4 separate regions of the Zea mays genome follow, and regions 1, 2 and 3 are each linked to region 4. A link is a contact called in public Hi-C data. All regions are on one chromosome and are shown on one strand. The core of a region is the stretch at or near the end of the contact, and the rest is flanking DNA. Distances in the headings are between cores, read along the strand shown. Region 1 holds the start of LOC100278816 (putative mediator of RNA polymerase II transcription subunit 26b). Region 2 holds the start of LOC100193903. Region 3 holds the start of LOC103635655 (obtusifoliol 14-alpha demethylase). Region 4 holds the start of LOC100279616 (Putative disease resistance RPP13-like protein 1).

Evidence for each region. A called contact is a pair of places that touch in the nucleus more often than the background predicts.
Region 1: a Hi-C map of bundle sheath shows a contact between it and region 4, with 1.8 times the contacts expected there. The contact joins the promoter of LOC100278816 here to the promoter of LOC100279616 in region 4. A contact is called at or near these places in 2 of 25 Hi-C or Micro-C datasets (bundle sheath and leaf).
Region 2: a contact with region 4 is called in a Hi-C map of endosperm, with 4 times the contacts expected there. The contact joins the promoter of LOC100193903 here to the promoter of LOC100279616 in region 4. A contact is called at or near these places in 6 of 25 Hi-C or Micro-C datasets (bundle sheath, ear, endosperm and 2 more).
Region 3: a Hi-C map of leaf shows a contact between it and region 4, with 2.9 times the contacts expected there. The contact joins the promoter of LOC103635655 here to the promoter of LOC100279616 in region 4. A contact is called at or near these places in 8 of 25 Hi-C or Micro-C datasets (bundle sheath, ear, leaf and 2 more).

The regions. Positions count from the first base shown.
Region 1 is chr8:106,778,882-106,782,376 of Zm-B73-REFERENCE-NAM-5.0, forward strand. LOC100278816 (putative mediator of RNA polymerase II transcription subunit 26b) reads left to right here and starts at 1,254. Exons shown (of 9, transcript NM_001323007.2): 1 at 1,254-2,608; 2 at 2,696-2,764; 3 at 2,863-2,945; 4 at 3,147-3,202; 5 at 3,288-3,409. The coding sequence starts at 2,012.
Region 2 is chr8:106,304,720-106,308,298 of Zm-B73-REFERENCE-NAM-5.0, forward strand. It overlaps LOC100193903, which reads right to left and starts at 1,253. Exons shown (of 15, transcript NM_001138976.1): 1 at 1,011-1,253; 2 at 887-919; 3 at 250-314. The coding sequence starts at 1,105.
Region 3 is chr8:106,419,575-106,423,049 of Zm-B73-REFERENCE-NAM-5.0, forward strand. It overlaps LOC103635655 (obtusifoliol 14-alpha demethylase), which reads right to left and starts at 1,648. Exons shown (of 3, transcript XM_008658061.3): 1 at 1,564-1,648; 2 at 947-1,472; 3 at 1-869. The coding sequence starts at 1,420.
Region 4 is chr8:106,558,748-106,562,167 of Zm-B73-REFERENCE-NAM-5.0, forward strand. LOC100279616 (Putative disease resistance RPP13-like protein 1) reads left to right here and starts at 1,503. Exons shown (of 1, transcript NM_001152612.1): 1 at 1,503-3,420. The coding sequence starts at 1,625.

The DNA.
Region 1 (3,495 bases), core at 4-2,503, 220 kb after region 4:
CCGCGTAAGTCATACTACTGTAGAAAATTTAAAAAAAATGAAAATAAAAAAAAGAACCTCGAAACAACCCTAGCCAGCCACTGTCCCACACTACTGGTGGGAGACGCTAGATGCGCACGCAGTGCACAGGGGACAAAATACAGAGACGGAATTCCTTCTCAACAAAAAGCATGAAACACATGCCACTTTTGAAATGGGAGTATCTATGCGCGGCGTGGGAATAAGCCAGGATGCTCGGATCAAGATGCTAACACTGCAAAAACAGACGATGCATTTCTTTCGCTGTTTATTATAGTTTCATCAGATTGTTTGGTGTAAGATTTTGATGGCTATAGTATTTTTTTTTCTTTTCCCGAGATTTCCGGAGAGGATTTTTTTCTTCTTTTTCTTTCCATCTCTCTCGCTCTTTTCGTTCAATCTTACTTATTATACCGTCACCCATTCTTATCGTTCTTGTTTTTTTGCGACCATGGGTTATCATCTCATGTATTGCGAAACCTATAGTATAGCATTCGACTCCTCATCTCATGTATTGCAAAGCATCGCGGACCTCTTGTGTCTTACGATTTTGCCACCTTGAGAGCCTGCTCTGTACTAGGTGCAGCGCGTCGCACGACTGTGTTAAAAAACTCGTCTTCCGTCTTTTTTTAAAAAACAAATGCACAACAGTTGCCTACAACGACAAGCATTTTTTTTCAAAAGTTATATTCATGTCTCGTCAGTTGTTTCATATAGAATTACGTCTTTATTGTCTCATTCAACCTATCAACTAGAACAAGTACCACGCACCAAGCTGTATTAAATTCACTACAATAAATTTTTTATTTAACACACATTGTACATGTTCCGACTTTATATGGATTTTTTAAAAAAATTAATGATTAAACATTGAAATACGACATGAAGAAAACAGAATAAAAATATATGATAAAGCTTGTGAGGGCATCCCATCCATTTGACATGACACGCTGTGTGCAGTGCTGAAAATACTTGTGCTCGGTAGTCGGTACGCAAATGACTTTGCAATTATGGCCCGAGAGAGATATGCTTTACCAAATAGTAAATAGTTCAGATTATACGCAACTAAACAATAATCATGATGGAAAACCACCCTGTGACTTTGTGAGTGAGCATCATCAACCTAGCAGCACTGCTCCTCAACACAGAGAGAGAGAGAAGGAAAGAGACCGGAAAGGGCGCCCCCCGACGCCCGAGTCGACCGCAACAAGAATCAGCCACGCCGCGTCTCACCCATCTCCCGTAGCATTTCCGCCATCTCCTGCGGGTTGAGTACGGCCGAGTCCTGCTGCCCTTCGCTCGCTTCTTCTGGTAAATTGCAGTTTGTTACCGCAATTGCAGCTGCTAGTGGTGGCGAGGCATGGGCCATGGGAGAAAGACTAGTTGTTGCTGGTGTTTGGTAGTAGTAGCCGCGTAGGTCTCGTGGGTGTGCGCACCCTGCCTTCCCCGTCCCTATCCGCCCGTCTCATCGTCATCCCCTTCCTGTCTTCAACTTCACCTTCCCTGTGTTTCCTCCCCGCTTCCTTCCGCTCTAGGGGTCAGCCAGGCAGTCCAGATAAGATTTGCTCTGGTTAGGCTACCTCCGCGCCGCGCTGGAACTCCCTCCCGGTGAGGTTGTTGAAACCGACAAGGAACGGGGACGTGGGGCCCGAGGAAGGTCACGCTGCTAGTTTTTTTCCTTCGCGATCGATCCCTTCCGCCTCCGGATTCGCCCTGCTCTTGTTCCTCCGCTGTTTTCTCGATCGGTTGGCTGGTGACTCTGCCCCTGCCCCTGCCCCTGCCCCGGCCCCGATTCGGGGGAATCTGATTCGCCGTTGGGCGGGCGGGAGAGATTGGGTTCTTGGTTCTGGTGCCGGTGCGCGCGGCGTAATTTGGTAGCAGATAGAAGCAGGAAGGGGGAGCATCGGCCCTTGGCTGCGCTGCTGAGAATCGCGGTCGGGGGAGGCTGATCTTGGCGACGGTGGCCCGGCGGGGACCGGTGGCGGCCGCGGCGATGGCCGACGGGCTGGATCGGTGGCGCGGCTTCTTCCGTGGCGCCGGCGCTGGCATCTGCGACGTCATCGAGAACGCCATCCTCGTGGCGGCGGCCGACGCGCCGCGGGACTTCCTGCACCGCCGCGACCGCATCGCTGAGAGGCTCTTCACCGCGCTCCGCCGCGACGCGGCGCCGCCGTCCTTCGGCAGCGCCGCGGCGTCCACCACCCCGGCCACTCCCGTTGAGGAGGACAAGGGCAGCGTGCGCCGCGTCGCCGAGAAGGAGTGCAAGGTCGACAGCAGCAGCAACGGTACCCACGGCGGCGGCGGCCATGGCCATGGCCACGCCGATGAGGACGATGATTCTGACTCTGACGACGAGCGCCTCCGCCGCGCCGCAGCGAGCAACTATGGCCACAACTACGATGATGATGACGAAGATGGCGACCAACAGGAGGAAGATGAGCAGCAGCATGCCGCGGATGATACTGAAGAAGGGGAGGAAGACCACGACGCTGAGGAGCTCGAGGCGCTCACCAATGAGATCGATGAGGAGTCACAGATCGTCGGCGAGGTCCTCCGCATCAAGGAACTCCTCCTGCACAAGGAAGACCATGTACTGGCAGACTGCCTCGTTTCTTCATTTATTTATAAGGTCCTTAAACTTCGAATTCCTCTGAGCTAAATCATGTTGTTCCTGCAGTCGGATGCCACTTTGTTCGATTCACTGAGGAGGCTGCAGTTGATGCAATTGTCCGTCTCTACGCTAAAGGTACAAAATGGATATTGCGTACATATGAGCTATTTGATGTGTTGATCCCTGTTTGCTCTGGCTGTTTGGTTTCTTAATCTTAGGACTGTTCATTGCAGGCTACTGAGATTGGAAGAGCTGTTAATCGGCTGCGGAAACACAACTCACGAGAGATTCGGCACCTCGTGTGCACTCTCATTGAGTAAGTTCCATCTTCATTTCTGTCAATTTTGGTCCCTAGTGCTACTTCTCTGTTGCTTTCAAAGTGCTTAATAGCAGACCAAAATCACTGATCAAATATCAACCAACCAATTGTAGATTAGCTACATAATCATTGGAAGTGCCTTCTTGCTAGCGTTCTTGGAAATGTTGTTGACATATGAGGTTACCTTGTGTGTTTCAGAGGTTGGAAAGTTTTGGTTGATGAATGGGTCAGTACCACAAATGCTGCCCTGACAGGTAACTGAATTGAATTGATCTAACAGTTTCTAAATGAAGACTGGCATCTTAGCTTAATATGGATATTTGTTCTTTGGTGCTGTAGAGAACTCCCCTGGCTCTTCAAATCCTTCTGTTGTGGATGAAGAAGAGGAAGGGCTTCCATCTCCACCTTTGGACGAAGGGGCCTTCTTTGCCACCCAAACCACTTCTATTCAACTCTCTGAGGTACTGATATAGTTAATTCCTGCCATCTGATTGGGATTTGTGTTTAACAACAATCTGACTCTGTGTCTGTTGTTTTTCCTCCCATC
Region 2 (3,579 bases), core at 3-2,502, 250 kb before region 4:
ACCACAACATCAAGGAAATCATCAGGATACGGTTAGAGGACATAAGGCATGCAACAGGGTGTATCAAGGTGTGCTGCCTCCCAATTAGTCCCAGATTGTCATTGCCAGCTTAAAGCTGCTAACTTTGTAGTATCGTGTTTGAAACATAACAGAGTAAGAAACAAAGATCAGAACGATCTATGACATGCAGTGCAAGCGGGTACACAGGCTGGCAGGTATATAACAGAATTCAATAACAAAAGACATTACCTTTTCCTGAGTCCACAAAACGAACAGCTCTGCATGACTCCTTGTGGGCTTTTAACAAAAGTAACCTTAGTATCAAACAAGAACGAAGTGAATGTCAATCTCTAAGGTTGGAATCAACCTTCGGATTGCCAAAGCATAAGTGCATAGCCTCAATCAAAGACTCCAGAATCACGGAATGCACTAACCACATGGCATTTCTATTTTTGCAATTCAATTCAGGCCCGTAGGATAGGGGGAAATATCTTATGCAATCACTTATATTGGTGCAAGCGTGCAATCAAACGATTTGGTGCATCTAATCTAGATCTAATGATAACTGTTATTTTACATTTAACCCCTTCCACCTGAAACATAATACCTATTTTACTTTTAACCCCTTTCATATGAAACCGTTGGATCTAGATTGGATGCTCTGGATGGTTTGGTTGCACGCTTGCACCAAATGAGTGATTGCACAGGATATGTCCTCCGTAGATAGAGACTACATAGTTATAGAAACTTTGTGCACGCCTAATCAAAGACCAAGGAACACTAATCCGATGCTGCAAACAAAGCAACACAGTGCCGAGCGCCGCGAGGCGGAATTCTAAGTGCGAAACTAACAGATCATGAGCAATAACAGAGCTTCCGTATGTACCTCTCAGGCTGCGACTCCGGGCCGTAGCGGAACCTGTGAAACCAACCAGATTGGAAAAGCGTTAGAACAAGCAAACTGGGACGGGAAGCTTGGAGTTTCGGTTTGTGCGGTGCGGAGGGCGTACAGGCAGAGCTCTCCGGTGATGATGGAGGTGACGACGAGCGGAGACGACGGGTGGAAGTCGAGGTCGAAGGGCATCTCCTCGTGGAGAGCCTCCATCGCGGCGCCTGACAGTTGGGGAGGCGGGCGGCGGCGCGGCTGACGGAGAAGGAAACACAAACGACCGTGGGAGGGCGTCTCGGGCAGAGCTGGGCTATTAAGGCCTGAGACAAAGCTGGGCTGGACATGTGTAAACGGGCTCCGAAGTAATCCCGCTGAGGGCCCAAACGAGATCTTATCGCATCTCTTTCGTCGTCGTCGTCGTTTTGTTATAGCCCTTGGTAACGCTGAGAGGAGGGAAAAGATTGATGGGAGCGGCGACGGAAAGAGGAAGAGAAGGGTCAAGGGGGAGGGTCAAAGGGGGAGGGAGAGCAGGAGAGGGGGGAGGGGTAAGAGATAGGGATGGATTCGGATGTCTGGAGATCCGAAATATCCGTATTCGTATTCGGATAAAGCGCTAATATGGATATCCGTATTCGTATTCGATTTTAATATGGATGTTAAATAGACATATCCGAATTCGTTTCTTCTCTATCCGATTTAAGATTCGTATTCGACAACATTCGACAAAACCGTGAAATATCCGATACTATTCGTATCCGAAAGAAAAAAGCACTTAATAAAATCAATTTAAACTTACTTTTATTACTAATTACTAATTACAAGTGATTTTAAATATTAAATAATATACTAAAAACTGAAGTACACTATTTAAAATGTTAAAAATATTTATATCATAAACAAATGACCGTGTTAATCTTACAGTACTAGTGATATACAATGATAAATTTTAATAATATTAAAAATTATAATTTTGAATACATTAGATTATTGGAGTTTGAGTCCAAAATACAAATACTTAATATACAAAAAGATTATAATTAGAGTCCAAAATATAAATATTTTATTTAAAAATATGATATTCAACTAAGTTTCAACTAAATAATGTATATGTACTATTGTTCATAATTTGCTTGTAATGTGATTTTTATCAACTATAAATCCATCGATAAAACAAATTAATACTTGTTATGATGCTATGTTCTAAATCAAGTAAGTATCCGAATATAAATCCGAATTCGAACTATCTGTTTTGTATTCGTATCCGATAGTATTCGTATTCGTATCCGTATTCGAATTAAAATATGGTAAATAGTGACATTCGAATCTGTTTCCATGCGTATCCGATCCGAATCCATCCCTAGTAAGAGATATCCAAATAAGGTCTTGTTAGGATACTTTGGTTATAGCATCTCCAATGCGTGAACTATAAAAAATGACTATAACTTAAAAATGAATATAATTTATAGAATTTAGGACACCAATAAAATATTCTACTCCGACAACGAAGTTTTAAATCTAGATTATAGGACAGCCCACTGTGGTGTAGTATATTTGGGGCACTTGAAAGGATGTCCTATAATTTTTTGACCAACACTACATAAAAAATGTAAATTTCCTACGGCTTACTATTTTTCTACTGCTTTCTATAGAAACGTTAGGAAGTTAATAACTTCTGAAAGGGTACTGCAATCTCTAAGAAGTTAGCATAACTTCCGAGTGGTACTGCGAGACAACTTCCAACGGTTTTAGTGCGGGCTCTCGAAAGTTAACTCGTAGGGCTTTGACCGACAGCCGTAGTCAACTGGAAGCGCCTAACTTCTGACGGTGACTAAACAACCTCTTAGAAGATAAGGTAACTTTCGACGGTATTCACTTAGCATCTCGAAAGTTAGTTTTTAACACTAACGGTGTCGTCTGCTATTCGCCAAGCATTCGACGCCTCATACCTTCTCCTAGGACTGGGCGTTCGGGTTTACCCGAAATTTCGGGTCGGGTTTTTTGGGTTTTTTATATTTCGGGTTTTCAACAGTAGAACTCGTACTCGTACCCAAACTTTCGGGTACCCGCAATTTCGGGTACCCGCAATTTCGGGTTTGGGTTTGGGTAGAATTCGGGTACCCGGTATTATAAATCATACACAAGACTACAAGAGTACAAGACATCTATATGACGAAGATAATCATTAAGTAAACTGCAGCAGAAATTAAACTCCAGCAGCTTTGTGCTAACAGCCAACTAGGACGAAGATAATCATTAAGTAAACTGCTACGGTTCCAAAGCAACGCAACAGATATTAAACTCCAGCAGCTTTGTGCTAACAGCCAACTAGGACGAAGATCCACGGACACCCAACAGCTTTGTGCTAAACGCCCAACAGAAATTAAACGCCAGTCGCCAACAGAAATTTAATTTAGCTTTGTGCTAAATTAAACGCCGGGCGCGTGTGCGCGTGTGCCTGCAGGCTGCAGCCTGAGCCTTGGGACAGAGAATGGGACAGAGGATGAGAGGAGTGCGCTGGGAGCGGGCTGGGAGGAGGACTGTGCGTCTGCGCGCACTGCGGTGCTGGGCCTGGGAGCTTGGGAGGAGCCGGAATGGAGCCTGGAGGAGGACACCGTCGGCGGTCGGCCCGTCGGCCGCCTGGGAGCTACTGAGCTAGGGACCTAGGGTTGCTGCCTTGCTTTGCTGGGACG
Region 3 (3,475 bases), core at 398-2,897, 140 kb before region 4:
TGCAGATACGCGTACGCCTCGCCGACGCAGCTGTGCCGCCCGCAGCTAAACGCCTCGTAGGTGAACTTACCGCCGGCCCTGTCCTCCTCCCTCCCAGGCCCAAACCGGGTCGGGTCGTACACGTCGGGGTCCTTGTACACGCTAGGCAGGTGGCTGTTGAACAGCACGGGGCTCGCCACCGTATGCCCACCCGGGACCTCGTACTCGCGGCCGTCTCTCGTCCGTACGCCGAAGCTCCTCCGCGCCTTGCGGAAGAACACCGCCGACGGAGGGTGCATCCTCAGCGCCTCCTTGATGCTCCAGTGGAGGGTGGTCATCTGCATGAATTCACTGTAGCCGACGCGGTCCCCGTGCCCGTGGTCGGTGAGGATCCGCCTCTGCTCCTCGACCGCGGCAGCCATGGCCGCCGGGGTGCTGAGCAGGCGCGCGCCGGTCCAGGTGCTGGCGAGCGTGCTCGTGTCCATCCCGCCGAAGACCAGGAGGATGATCATGCCGGTGACCTCCTCCTCGGTCGTGGCCCGCCCGTCCTTGTACCTGGAATCGATCAGGCTCTGCAGCACGTCCTCCTCCTTCTCCTTCTCCTCCTCGCCCCGCCTCCTCCGGGACCGCACGACCTCGCTGAATATCTTTAACAGCTTGGCGCGCGCCCTGTCGCGCCGGCGGTTCGTCGGCGTGGGGGCGTAGGGGAAGAGCACGCTGGACAGGCGCATGCCGCTCTTCAGCTCGTGGAACAGAGCGTGCATCTCGTCGAACATCTTCTCGCGGACCTCCTTCCCGAGCAGGCACCGGCTTGATATCAGCATCAGCAGCTGGCTGAACTCGTGCTTCAGGTCCACTGTGCCTTCCTCTCCCCATTTTGCAAAGTAACCCTATGATGATGATAATTAATTTAAAAAAAAGAAACGCACGAATAATAATATAAGTTAATAACAGACAGAAAACATACTTCTACTTCCTGGACGATGGGGTCGACGTGTATCCTGAGCTTGGAAGGGCGTTTCAGCGGATCGCTGTAGAAGCGGATCTGCTCGTACCGGGTGGCGAAATCGACGCCGTACCCGACCTCCTTGCCGAACATGGGCACCATGAAGTCGAGCATGTTGCCATGGTTGATATCCGACTCCGGCCCGTTGTAGAAATGGTTCAACACGTCTGGCCCCACCAGGAACGTCGTCTTCATCAGTCCCAAGAAACTTACGGTGAACACGCTCCCCATCCTCGCGTGCTCGTCGTGGATCGTGGCTCGCAGACCTTTGGTAAAAAGCGTGTGCACGAACCGCACGAGGGATCTGCCCTCCACGACTGGCGGAGCTGGTATGGTGCTTCTTGGGGCAGACGTCGTAGCTCGCCGTTTTGCGATGATCTTGGTGGCTATGGCGGCGATGGCGAGGAAAGAGACGGTGAACCACACAGCATCCATGTCGCTGTAATCAGTGATTGATGGAGCCAACCAGGTTGACGATGTATACGATCTGCAAGAACCTGATCAAGCATGAGTTCGTTGATAATAGACTAGTAGTAGTAGCAAAGAAGTTATGGAGACTGAGAGATATAGTACGCTACCACATATATAATGAGGTGGATTAACCAGTGCCAACAGAAAGGACGACGACAGTCTTAAGAGGAACCAAAAGAATGCAGCCACCATAAGTCAGTAGCGCAGAGCCTCCATATATACAAGTCGACAAAGTTTTTACTGATTAAATAAGTTGATTTCTCATTAACCAAGCCGGCAAAGCCTTTTCGTTTCTTCCAGTTGTGATAGTGACTTATTCCCTCCATCCCTTCAGGTCTAAATTACAAGTCGACTTGAGTCAAATTTATAAAACTTTAACTACAAATATATTTTGTTATTTAGTTTTGAAACCTAACAGTCATATGCACTCATTTGTCTTAAAAATATTTTGACAAGACTATAATTGTATTAAGAGTTTACCTGTGCTTCGAAGAAAAAAAACATCGATCAAAGCTACTCCCTCCATCCCATTATATAAGGTGTGAATATGATCATCCCTAGTTTAAAGACTAAAAAATACATTTAATTCTCTCTATATCATTGCATCGATGTATGTGTATATAGAGATAGCACGTCTTATATCGTGGGACAAGAACAAAATGTGATTATGCTTTATATTATGAGACGGAGGGGTAATTTGGACAAGGGAGTAGGCCAGAAGATTGGTGATGTTGATTCTAAAACTGCATTCATTTGATACCTCTGTATCGTTGTTGTCGTATATGTGACGGACTAACAGCCAAACAAGCCGGCACAGTTTCGTTAATTATATATATTGATTTGCCATTAATTAACCGAGTCATTCTACTTTAATTGTTGATTCAGAGACGACGAACATCCGCACTGACAGTTTGGAGCCACCTACCCCCACCATTTTTTACATGGCGTAATTTTTTTGTCTTCAGTTAAACATCGTTCTGCATAATTTATATAAGTTCACGACATAAGATTTATATTGTTAGATTCACTATATACACTTTCTTAACAACTTACATAATTCGTGTATTTTGGAGTTGTAAGATTTTTTTTTAAAAAAATAGATGGTCAAAGAAATAATACTTGACTTAGTATAAAACTAATATAATATAGTCTGTTTACGAAGGATATCCACATCTAAAAAGATTATAATGTCGCCTTCGATCCGGAGATACCAACTCTTGCCTACCCGTATAGAACTTGATCCGCCAGGCACATCGAACTCGTACGTGACAATGATGATAATGACGGGTTAGGGGATCTAATTAGTTGTTAATGTTGAGCACCAAAAGTGACGGACGGTCGGGCCTTAGGGCCCGGACGGTCCGCGGCCCCGCGATCAGATTAATTCAGATGATTATCCTTATCTCGTGCGTGGTTATCCATCTAATCACGTGTGATTTGTGCAAAAAAGAGGCCGATTAAACCGGCCAGAGGATTGGTGCAACCAAGATCACTTGGTCATCCTCTTCCAGGGATGTTATGGTGTTGTCCAATCTATTCATCGCCGATGTCTTGTCCTACTCAAATGTGGGGTGGTACGACGATGAATCCATATTACTGGTCCAATCCATTTAGTTATTCGGGCTGGGGGCATTACAAGTTTTTGCCTCTTGACATGTTGATTAGGCAGACAAGGCCGAAGAGGATGCAATCCGAAATGACCTCTATGCATCAAATTTCTATCAAATATTTATATTATCTAATCACAAGATCTGATGACTTGCGTCGAGTTGAGTCTTTACTTCTGGAACAAAATAACTCATGAGATTTATTGTTTCGAAGTGTGTTGATGCTTTTGGTTCGCCAAACTCCACCAAAAGGCAGGGGACATGTGTTGAACACTCAAAGTGGTGGACGGTCGGGTGATTATCCTTATCTCGTGCGTGGTTATCTATCTAATCACATGAGATTTGTTGGCTATCCCCTAGGAACGGGTCCAGACCTCCCCCTATATATATGAAGGGGTACGACCGATTGAGA
Region 4 (3,420 bases), core at 253-2,752:
ACCAAGCCCCTTGATGAAAAGTGATTTTGTGAGTTGAGTGAGCTAAACATCGTAGATTCTCGAAACCTGGATTAAAGATTGCACACATTGCACATTTTTGTTATACCTTTGATCATGTTATTCATTTGGTACTATTGTTTCTTTTCTTTATTTATATTCATGTTTATACTATGGTCAAGTTGTAGATATCATCCCTCGATCTCATAAGTCCAAGTGAAATTGATGCACACATTTATGGGGAGGATAGTCTATAAGTTGACCTTTTTGAGACTAACAATGTTTTCAAATTGATCATGTGTGTAGTCTCAAAGTATTTGAAAGGAAATGGTGAACTTGAGCCAAAAGGACGCTTCCACTGCCAAAATAAGGGAGAAGATTGAGAAGGGAAGAAAGTAAAAGAGAAGGAGAGGAGAAGAAGAAGCAAGAAAAGAAGAAGAGTAAGAGTGCCACAAGTGAAGATGAAACAAGTAGCATCAAAGATGGAGATGATGATAAATCTTATTTGATCTCCAAGAATGACAAGAAAAAACAAAGCAATGGGTGACAATATCAAGAAAACTTATGGAGCCATATTCCCTATGTCTAACCTTGATTCGACAACTCCCATAAATGTACATGCAAGCAAGTTATCTCATTTAGATGGGACTAACTTTACCAAGTGAAAGCACAATATGAAGGATTATCTTATAGGTCTTCATCTAGAGCTTTGGAAGATTGTTAAGAATGGTGTGTATGAGTTGTTTAATCCTAGCAATCCAACTCACTTGAGTACCATCACATTCATCTTAAAGCTCAAGCCGCAAGTGCCATGTTGAGTGCATTGAGTGGGGAAGAATACAACAAAGTTGTGGGTTTAGAGTTTGCCAAAAAAAATATAGGATACTTTGCATATTGCTCATGAAGGGGTTGACAAAGTAAGGCAATCAAAGATTGAATTATTGATGGCAAAGCTCAACTAATTTGTAATCATCGATAATGAAGGGCCACAAGACATGTTTGATAGATTGATGGTCATTGTTGGAAGATTAGAGGTCTTCGTGGAGATAAAATCAATGATCACAAGGTCATTAAAATCATGTTAGAGGCTTATTCACCAAGGAATAAGACTATTGTGACTTTGATTGAAGACAAGAAGTTCGAGTATTTCATAGCAAATGGTGTGCTTAGAAGAATAAAAATCTTTGACATGCAAAGAGAAGAGGCCAAGTAGTATCACTTGATAAGTTGAAGACCACTCATATATTTAGGGTCTGTTTGAGACTGTTTAGATTCAAGCTGTGAAACTATAGTCTATAATATAAATTAAAATAGTTTGAAAAAATAATTTTAATCTAAATGCCATCTAAAGTTTCACAATTCTGCGCTATCAACTTTATCAATTATTTCTTTGAAACAGAGGTTAACTCACTAGTAAAAGCCGCGTTGGATTTTAGGTAGCTGTTACCATCTCTGCTTCTCTGGTCCCGGCTTCCCGATCCTCGCTACGTTAGACCACAGCACAGTGCGAAAGCCACACGAAAGCGACGACCAAGGGAGAATCCGTCAATTCCCCAATCCCCATCCTCTCACCGGCGCAAACCCACGGGATCCGTCGCGATCGCGACGCAGCCTCCAATTCGCGCCGATGCCTGCCCCCGCGCCGTGGCCCGTGTCGCAGGACGTCGCGGCGCTCGCCGATCGCGCCAGCGCCTTCTCCCGTGCCGTCGTCGGGCCCCGCAACGACCTGGGTGCTCTCGCGGCGGCGCTCCTTCGGATCCAACCCGTAGCCCGCGAGCTCGAGCGCTGGAGGTGGCTCACGCCCGGCGACCCTGAGGTGCCCGACCTGCACGCCTGGCTCTTCGAGCTCAGGGACGCGGTGGCCGACGCCGAGAGCATCCTAGATGAGCTCCACCGCCGGCGCCAGATCGGCCCTCCGCTCTCGGCCTGCGTATACGCCACGTTCCGTGGCCCCGGACGGAAGCTGAGGCGGCTGACGGAGAGGCTCAACCGCGCCCGCGACGATTCGGAGCGTCTGCGACCTGGCAGCGCTGCGGCCATCTACGGTGTGCGGTCGCCGAACAGGGTAACCGGCTCCGTTTTCGCGGAGCGGAAGGTACTCGGGCGTGGGGAGGAGTGCAACTCCATAATCTCCAGGCTCGTCGACGATTGCGAGGAAACATGCCGTCCGGTATCTCCGGTTATTGCAGTGGTTGGCCATGGAGGCATCGGCAAAACCACGGTCGCTCAGTGCGTGTACAACGATGCGAGGGTTGAAGCGCGGTTCGATCTGAGAGCCTGGGTCTGCGTCTGGGACAGATCAGATGAGGCCGAGCTCACCAGGGAGATTTTACAGTCCATTGGTTGTGCAGATGATAAACCGTGTGATGACGGTCTTGCCAGTTTAGACAGTTTGCAGGAGAAGTTTGAGAATCTGGTTGCACGTAAGAGGTTCCTCCTGGTACTTGACGATGTTTGGATTGATGAGGGTAAAACCGAGAAGGAGAATAGGAGCATTTGGAACAGAGTGTTGGTGCCACTTAGATCTGCCACAACTGGGAGCAAGGTCTTGTTGACCACTCGGATGAAACTAGTAGCTGAGGTTCTGAATGCGGGTTATTTGGTTTCGCTTGATGGATTAAGAAGCAGTGATTGTTGGTTGCTGTTGAAGGAAGTTGCTTTGGGTGGAGAAACCATGGATTTTCCACCTGAGTTGCAAGAGGTTGCAGGAACTCTTGTTGCAATGGTTAAGGGCTCACCTTTAGCTGCTAAAGCTATTGGGCAAATGGCAAGGAGCACCAGGAGCACACGGAAATGGAGAACCCTGGTGAACACAGAAATTAGTAATGATATCATTATCTCTTCCATCCAACTCAGTTACAAACACTTGCCGGGTCATCTCCAGCGCTGCTTTGCATACTGCAGCATATTTCCATCAACTTGGAGGTTCAGTCGCTCTCAGTTGGTCAATATGTGGATAGCTCTCGGTTTCATTCAATCATCAGCAGAAGGGAAAGGGCTGGAAGAATTAGGGCAAAAATACTTTGATGATCTCCTATCACGATCCTTCTTTGGTACTGCAAATAAAGACCAGCAAACATATTACTTCCTTGATGACCTAATGCACATTTTGGCACAGCACTTCTCTGCTCATGATTGTATGAAAATCAACGAGGGCATCCCTGTTGTGATTCCACCAACAGTTCGTCATCTGTCTGTTTCAACCGATTATTTACCACAGCTGAAGAGCAAATACAGGTTGGGAAGGCTGCAAACATTGTTAGTCCTCAGAAGCTCATCGTTATCTTCAGGTCATTTCCCTAGAAAACTTCTGGCCAAATTTAAGAACTTGCGGGTCCTGGATCTGAGTGGATCTGATATTGTAGAATTGCCAGAAAGCATTAATCAGTTGGTACATCTTCATTACCTAGCTATATGCAGTAT